Linked DNA regions of Oryzias latipes: region 2 is linked to region 1. Evidence: chromatin contacts called from public Hi-C data. All regions are on one chromosome and are shown on one strand. Each heading gives the region's core, a stretch centred on a gene start, on an enhancer-like site or on the middle of the called end of the contact. The rest is flanking DNA. Distances are from core to core; before and after follow the strand shown. Region 1 overlaps wnt11 (protein Wnt-11). Region 2 holds the start of pwwp2a (PWWP domain-containing protein 2A).

Region 1 (4,431 bases), core at 1,306-3,805:
GCTCGTTCAGACACTTGCCACAGAAAAGGCCACTCTGAAAGGGCCACTCTAAATGGAGTCCTTGTGCTGTTATCTGAGACAGTTACTGTGGTAATGTGGTTATTCTTGGGACTGAAGGCACTCAAGCTGATATTGATTCAAGAGACCTACAGAAATGGGGACAGAGTTAATGGTCACCCAGGATAAAGGTTTGGTCACACCTTTCACTTCTGCGTCTGTTTGTGACGCTGCAGCTCACTTATGAGCGCGACCTCCTACAGACTATCTGGGTCATTTTGGGGGAAAAGAGCAGCTCTCTGCCTTAAGCCTAATGCGTTTTCTGATAAAGACTGGAAACAGCGCTGCAGAGGAGCAGACACCGCACATCCTGCTTTCCTACGTTATTTTGGGCGGGATTGCACCAAATCTGTTTCATCAGCAGAATCTGTTGCCCTGTATTATCATTACAGTGAAAGAATGCTGTGTGCATTAGTCCCGCTTACATTTGCTCTGCTGTATGGTGACTCGGTGCTCAGCAAAAGCCGGAAGAAAGACTTGACCCATGGCCAGGAAGGGAGTTGGATTCAATGGAGTAAAGCTAGACGGTGAAGTTACACAAGCATTTTGTTTATCTTCTGCTTTAAAAAAAAAAAAGCAAAACAAAGCCAGGGTTAAACACCCACCCCAATGAAAACGGTGGGATTTTTTCTGATAATGGAAGTTGTATAAAAAGAAAAGGAAGCTTAAAATGGCATTTCTGAATATTACTTTATTCAAATTGCTGTTAACCAGGAGCAGATGAAAAAATATCATTTGAAATTATATTATTTGTGACGTAGAAAATACACCAAAGTCTTCCTGCTCTGCTCCATTCTGATGCATCCACTGTCAGACAAACAGATCCACGAACGTCTTTATTTTCCTCGTCTGAGCTGGAATCTGGATCCAAACTGCAGATGGATAACTCTGATTTTGCTCGCCGTTGTTGCTGTTTGGTTGGTACTGGTTGTAAGGTTAGGGGGTGTGATTGACTGTAAGCTAGCGAGAGAGTGTGAACAGAAAGCTCTCAGTAACGGGGAATGGAAAGGGGGGCGGGGTTGCTATTACAGCTCTGCGGAAACAATGTCCTAGAAAACCACAGGTTTTTTGATTTCGGCTAAAAACTGCAAGATCGTAACTAAAAAACACTGAGAACACTTTGAAAAAAAGCCCAAAAAATTAACAGAGTGGGACTTCAATAGGAGGAGGTTTCTGTATTTTACTCCATTATTGATGTGTTCTGCCCCGTGTTCTTCCACCACGGGGCAGAACAGACATAAACGTAGGACAAATCCAGTCCCTAAAGTATTCCACCACATTGTGTTTGCTTATAAATGTCACACATCACATGATTGTCCATCATGTGTACCTCGGCCTTATGCCACTTATCACATATAAGCAGATGATAAACTTGAGTCAGGCTCTCATTTATGTGGGATATAAGTTATGCGATCACAATATTTTCTCTTTACTGTCAAATGAAAGTGCACATTTGTTGCTTATTCTTCTGTTTCTCTCTGCATTCTGGTGTTTTTCATTTTTTAGAGCATTCAGTATCTGCTGGAAGTGTCTGAAACGGGTTCTTTTTGCTGCAGTTCCTGCTTAGAAACATCTGTCTGCACTGTGAACAGAGGAAGTCGGCAAATAGGAAAAGGAAACAACTCTTTAGAAAGTATTTAAATGATCAGCAAGTCATTTTCATAAACAAAAAATCTTGTCATTAGAAATCTAGAAACAAGGAGTTCTACACGAGCAGTCAAAAGAGCTGCAAAGAAATAAGACTGTTAGATAGAATTACTTTAAATTGGATGTTAAATAGCCCAAAAATACATATATTTTTTAAATTCTAATCAAATGTTTGTATTTTTTGAGATCTTGTGTACAGTGAGTTTTCATGTACAGTTATGTGGAGCGACAAAAAACTAGTGTGATAAGTGGAAAAGACTTATTTTAAAACAATGTGAACAAAAGGAGAAAACCATCTTAGTACATCCTCTTAAAATCTAAAACGAGCACTTTTTCGTAGAACTAAATCTAAATGATTGTTTCCAAAATACTGACAATGAATGCCAGCTTAACTTGTCAACATTTATTGAACTTTAAAATAACAACCTTAAAGTAGAATCAAAAATTACAGTAAAAATGTTTTGAGTGTTAGATAAAAGTAAACAACAATAAAGTGCTTCTATTGCATGAAGCATTGTAATAAGAATGAGAATAATTTCTAGATATCTTAACAAGACAAAAACAAAATCTCAACTGTACAGATTTGGAGAAAAGCTTGGAGAGTGTAGAGCAAAGGGATGTTAGAGGAACCCTAATAAAACATCTGGAATGTCCAAAAACGAAGTTCTAAATCTTTACAAGCGTCAAATAGAGAAGAGCTTTAACTTGAATCACGTGGCAGTTGTGAAGCATCTTAGTTTCTGACTGGATGAAAAAGTGAAAAGGCCTCTGCGGCGCACACCAGAGGCTGGTCATCAACGGCTGTCGGAAAACAAGAGTAAGCCAAGGGGGGGTGGGGTGGCCGTGTGGACTCAGCATGTTTTGTGAGAGGACCATGGATGCCCCGGGCCTCTTCGGTGAGCCCCAACAAAGCCCCGGTTGCTTAAAGACAGCATAACAATGGAAAAGGGGAGAAAAAGTGCGTGTCGGAGAGAACACGAAGGGTTACAGCCGACAACACGGAACACACTGAAGGGCTGTGGCTTCATTGCATGCATGTTCGAACCACGGTGTTGTGAAACACAAAGCACAAGTTCTAAATGTGTGTGCTCTCCTAATTTCAGGCAGTGCAACAAAACCTCGGTTGGCAGCGACAGTTGCGACCTGATGTGCTGCGGACGTGGCTACAACCCCTACACGGAGAAGCTGGTCGAGCGCTGCCACTGCAAATACCACTGGTGCTGCTATGTAACCTGCAAAAAATGTGAGCGGATTGTGGAGAGATACGTTTGCAAATAGGCCTGTGCTCCTGCCAGCAACCCCCCCCCCCTGAGCATAGAAGGCTACAGATTAACCAAAGCACTACATTACCAAGAAGGCCTACTTTTGTCTTAAGCTGTTTGTATCTCCACAACAAAAGATCCGCTCCTGTGCATCTTTCCTTGTATCTTATCTCTAAACGTGGAGGTGTTTCATTGTTCAGACCAGTGCAGATGGTAATCGCACAACTCCAGAGAAACTAAAGGTCACTTCTGTCAATTACAAAAAACAGTGAAATATTTGAGGTTTTCTGTTGGAAGAAGGTTTGCTCCCTTTGTTTAAAAAGCAGATTCTTTTATAGACCTAACATATTTAAAGGTACTATCAATGCTTTACTTTCCCTCTCATGATGGACGATGGAGGACAGAATACTATAAAGGGAACCTCAAATGCTTTTCGCTCCTGGAGGATTTTGTTTTGAACTCATCTCGTGCCGTGTGGATCCTGATGTGCCTTCATCCCTGTGGAAGAGCAAAGATCGCAGAGACCTTCATCAGCACTTGGCTGCAGTTTTTGGTCTCACGTTCAGGCGGTTCAAATGTATTTTTCAGAGCATATAAAATAAACTCATGGATTTTCTAAACCACTTTACCGTGGATGTATATACTGTTACTTTGTATTTTAAAAATAAACAGAAGTATTTATAAAAATAACCCCTCGAGTTCTATGATTTATTTTTTGACTGGTGTTTGTTTGATATCCACATTTTACAGACCAAAATGAGAAGACGTTAGTAATGGGGTTGAGTCCTCGCAGATGCAAACGTCAACTTTGAGAAGAGTTGGATGGATTTCCTTTCTCCTCCAGCCATGCGTTGGCCTCAGGATTTTGAACTCGCGTGAAGCTCAGCATGCTCGCTATCACGGCTGTGCTTTATGGTCGTGGGCTGACTTTACAGCCATACTCATTCCACATTTAAACAGGCTGATTGTCCAGTGCAGTTGAGCAACAAAACGTTTATCTGGAGTTGGGACATTTTTGAGAGTTTGCGGCTCACAAAACAATCAGAAGTGATCACGTCCCAAAGCTAAACCAACAAGTGAGTCATTATGTCACACCTCACAAGATTAGATCATTCCTACGTCTGACACGTTAACTATGTGAAAGGAAACGCTGGCCTCTGCCAAGTGACCCTCTGAGAAAGCCCTGTTTTTAAGCTGTGACGTGAGTAAGCTGACCTCACAGTTACCTACCGTCTTAGAATTCTTATACTACACGTGTGTACTGTATATGCCTGTGCCAGTGACTGATGGATAGGTGTTTAACCATCAGTCGATTTCAATTCCTACCATCAAACCACATCAATCTAGCAAGTTCTTAATCAAATCAACCTGCGTGATTGTAAAACTGTTTCCAAAAGAAATAAATGGATAATTGTTGTAGGAAAATACCATGGATCACAAGGATTAAAAGAGGAAAAAGTCAAGA
Region 2 (4,431 bases), core at 1,293-3,792, 78 kb before region 1:
TAATCTTGTTATTTTTTACGTTTACATTTTTTGTGACTAAATGATACCCAGTGCAATTCGTTGTCATGGTAACAGCTTCAGAGCCAGCACCAATCTCACTCAGAAGCAGCAGAGGTAAGAGGTGTCAATTCTGAAGGTTATGAGAAGTTAGACAAAGCATCATTTCAGAGGGAAAGTTCATCTCTTACTGCTTGTTTTTATCCAGATAATAAAGCAAAAGTTTGTTTCAAAGAACCAAAGTCCAAAAATAAATAGTTCAAATTCTCATCTTGTATTATCTTTTTCTTAGATTCTTAAAAAATTATAAAAATAAACACACTATAAAAATCGTTCATATCTTTCTTACTGACCTGCTGTGATGAACTGTGTATATCAGCCTATGTTCCAAGTTTCTGTCGTTCCGGCCACCCAGTGGAGTTTAGGACATAGAACATTTGGGCCATGTGACCAGAACATATTTTTTAGGTGTACATTATCACTGTGGATTGCCATGTTTTATACCATGGTCCGGGTGAATACTCGATTCTGATTGGCTGCTGGGTGTGCGTTAAAACCTTATTATTTTACTTTATTACTTTATTTAAATGTTAAGCTTAAATGTTTTATATCACTGTGCCGGCTTCTTTAAAACAACCTTTTGCTTCATCATTTGGACAACAACAAGCGGTAAGAGGTGAACTTTCTCTCTGAACTAACGCTTTATTCAACCCATCGGAAATATCAGCATAGATATATATTACCTAATCTTGACTGCAGCGGTGGTGCGGCGCGAGGTGGACTATTTGTTAGAAAAGCAATCCAAATTGGGAAAAAAACAAGAATTAAGGACTAAAAACTGGTTAATATGTATTGCTTTTGTATGTGACCATGGTATAAACGGGTTAATGGCCTTCGAAGTGTGCGTTTATTACTTTTTAACGCACTTCGCGGAAGCAACCGTCCTTTCAGGCTTCCACGGCGTGCGTTAAAAAGTTATAACGCACATTTCGTCAGACATTAACCCTCACTCAATCTACACTTTGCAGTCCATCAAAATCTGGTATAACCAAAGGTCAAATCTACTTTCATCGAGTTGTCTTATGCATATTTTGATGTACAGCTAATTATTTTGATTTTAACTAAAGATTTTAAAAAACTAACACGAAAACTAGATCAAACATTTCTTCACAAGAAAAAGTGTAACATTAATGACTGAAATAACTTGACTTATGTCCAATCATTAATTGACTGTACATGTGGACAAAAAGAAAACACGCAAACTGAGCAAAACATTTCACTTCCACAATCAATCCTTCCAGACTTATTTAGGTGGAGATTGATAGACTTGCAGAATTACACACCAACACATGCACGTTTGTGAAGGTGGCATTTTTCCAGAGATAATAGAAAAACTCATTTCTCACGTCTTAATTGGTACAGACATTTCCAAGCTTTTTTCTTCTCCTGCAGCAACCTCTCCAGGGGAATGCTGATTAACTTTCCTTTAAGTTCTAGTACTACCGACAGCACCTCCCCGCATCCCTTCACAGATCCATCATCTGACACTTCTCAGCTCTTTGGAGAACAAGATCATTCCGTCAGGTTCCATCTGCCCTCCTGTTACTGGCTGAGCATAACTACGTACTCATGGAGCTGGTCTGCAAAGGCCTCAAGAGCATAGAGAGAGATCCATTGTGAGGAAAGGAAGAGCCGCAAACAGCAGAGAACCCAGCCCACCATGGACTACACTTGCAGCAAATGCGGCAGGCGCTGCAGCTCCTGCATTTGCTTATTCAGCCACAGTCAGCACTGCTGCCCAACAACAAATTGCAGACTCCAAACTACAGACAGAAGGATGCCAGGTTTGGACAGAATGAGTGTGACGTCACTCATAGAAAACGGCTTACTTCTGGTTCCAATGAAATGAAGTCAATTCAGTTGCCATTTTCCACCGCGTGACGTCAGTAAGCAGTTACACGTCAATCTGGGTCAACATTTCTATGGCAACCACTCTTGCCAATCAGGTGTGAGCTTGTTGAAAGGCCACACCCCTAATGCTGAAAGCGGGCTCAGGAGACTCTTTCAATCAAACATTTTGAATGTTTGACATGGGACCACGTACTTTTATTGAAGCATCTGATTGATCGGTTTACAACTTGAAAAACTTGCATTGCAGAAAAAACAGAAGATTGACAAAAACATGTTATAAAAGGTAGCAGAGCAAGAATGGTTACGAATGAGTAATACCTGTTAATTTCTCAATAGATCTCATGTTTTGCTTCTTCGGGCTGTGCGGTTTCGCATCCAATGTGTCAAAATAAATGAACGTTACTTTTTTATTTTTTTAGAGGCCATTTAAACATTCTGGTTTGATAAATGTAGCAGCATGTCACTGGTATAAGTCCCAGTACTGGCAGAATGAACACAGAGTGGGACAGACACCCAGCATTGTTTTCTCCACCATTGTTTCTTTTATTGTCAAAGTACCCAATTCTACTTTGATCAGTATGCTCTATCAAAAGGAAGGTGTTTTTTTATCGCATAGTAACATAATTGGAGAATACTGCAATCCTCTGCTCATGACGTCACCGATCAAAGTGCTAATCAAAGATGCATTGATCTTCACGCACAATGTTTTTGTTTGCTAAAGACTGACGCCTCCCGATGGATCTGACGGCACACAGAATCCAACAAGGGGCCAATCAGAGACTGCAGTTTGCGTCGTCTCTGTTGATTGACAGTCCCTGCAGCCAATGGGAGTGCTGCTAGGCCTCTGGCCGCGGAGCAGGGGGGCGGGTGCTGCGGCGTTCCGCAGCACAGCGGAAGAAAATGGCGGCCGCGGCTGCAGAGCCCGGAGCGGCGGTTTCTGCGGTGGACTCGGAAGCTCCTTCAGAACCGGGCCCGGATGGCCAGGGATACGCTCAAGTCCCCTCCGGGCCCGACGCTTTGCAGGAATCTGAAGCGGCTAGCTGGCGCGAAGAGAGCGGAGCAGACGGAGAGGCCCGCCATGTCAGGCCGGAGCTCGAGCCTGCCAGTCCCATCAGAGAAGCCGCGCTGGAGCGGCTCTGCCCCGGACTGCCGGGGGACCCAGAGGCCGGCGGCAAATACCGCGGAACCCCGACGGACCCGCAGCTGTACGCCGTGTTTCTGCATTCCTTCCCGGTGCCACCCTCTGTCACCGAGGCCGGCCTTTCTCTAGACGAACCGGCCGAACCCACCACAAATGTGACGACGGACCGGGCCGAACCTGCAGACCGAGACCGGAGCTACACGGCTCTCATCCAGGCCGAGCCCCGGCCTGAGCCGACGGAGGAGATGACGAGCGGCCCGGAGCCTCAGCCTGCTGGGGGCCGCGGCCTCTCCGACCCCTCCCCACCCTGCTGGTCCCCGAAGAGGCGCCCTCCGCCGGACCTGGTGAAGCTGGAAGAGCCGCCTCGAGCAGACTCTCCATCAGCCTCCACGCTGGCCTCTGTTCTGGACCTCAGTCCCGGTTCCGAGGTTCGGGTTTCTCTGGACCACGTCATCGATGACGCGCTGGTGGTGTCCTTCCGGCAGGGAGAGAAGGTGTTCTCGGGGGTTCTGATGGACGTGTCTAAAAGGTAAACTCCCACTTCTCAGGTTATGGGTCAGAACCAACACCGCAGTTCCAAGCGCAAACTCTCAGAATGCGAACCAGGACCTGCTGGGCAGAACATCTGGACCACAAGTGTAAATTCAGAAGTTCTGCTAGAACACGGATATGTTACTGATGATCCCAATCCTGAGTTCTGCGGAAGCTTGGATCAGGAGACGGCCTTGAATAACTTCATAATAGTTCAAAGTGTCATCAAATGCTTTAGGACCTCGTAGGTACATTGATTCATATAGTTAATAGTTTTATTTCATTTCAAATCTATTCATGTACATAAATATAATTTCTACGGTGGCCCTGAAGTCCAAATCCCACCATCAAATCACTCAATGCAATGATGTGAAAGACCACAATAAAAAATAATAAAGCAATAAATATTTTAGAATTAAAATTAAACGAAAAATAAAGAAACAAAATTAAATAATACCAAATTAAAATCCAATGTTTTGGGGGAAAAAAGTCATTTCCAGAAAATAAAATGAAATGCTGAAAAAGCAAAACACAATAAGTACTATGGGATGTTGCTGATTGGATGATGATGTTTAATTTTTGACGTTTCAGGTTTTTTGAAATGCATCTTTGCATACTAAGAGTTTTATGATTAGGACAGAGCAGATTCAGCGTCGCTTTATGCCAAATAAGTTTTGGTTGAAATGATGGACAGTAGTGGTGTAACGATTCATTTGAAACAATCCGATCCTCTGACCTACAATGGATTCAGGACATCTTTACCCAAAACTTCAACCAGTGTGACTCACAGAGAAATACCTGCTACTGAACAGAGCAGATGTTCCAGATACTGGGTTCCTTTGATTTCTTTA

What was found. A called contact is a pair of places that touch in the nucleus more often than the background predicts.
Region 2: a contact with region 1 is called in a Hi-C map of gastrula embryo, with 14 times the contacts expected there. The contact joins the promoter of pwwp2a here to the enhancer-like site in region 1. A contact is called at or near these places in 2 of 5 Hi-C or Micro-C datasets (embryo and gastrula embryo).

What each region holds. Positions count from the first base shown.
Region 1 is chr14:22,977,080-22,981,510 of ASM223467v1, reverse strand. It overlaps wnt11 (protein Wnt-11), which reads left to right. Exons shown (of 6, transcript XM_011483814.3): 6 at 2,808-3,656. The coding sequence ends at 2,951. Among protein-coding and RNA genes, the nearest start is that of wnt11, 12 kb to the left of the region's middle. Within about 2 kb of position 2,555, at least 3 of the 8 cell types and tissues checked have an H3K27ac peak or open chromatin away from gene starts, as enhancers often do. A contact at or near this core is called in embryo and gastrula embryo, where this site is marked.
Region 2 is chr14:23,055,293-23,059,723 of ASM223467v1, reverse strand. It overlaps pwwp2a (PWWP domain-containing protein 2A), which reads left to right and starts at 2,542. Exons shown (of 2, transcript XM_004076730.4): 1 at 2,542-3,578. The coding sequence starts at 2,809.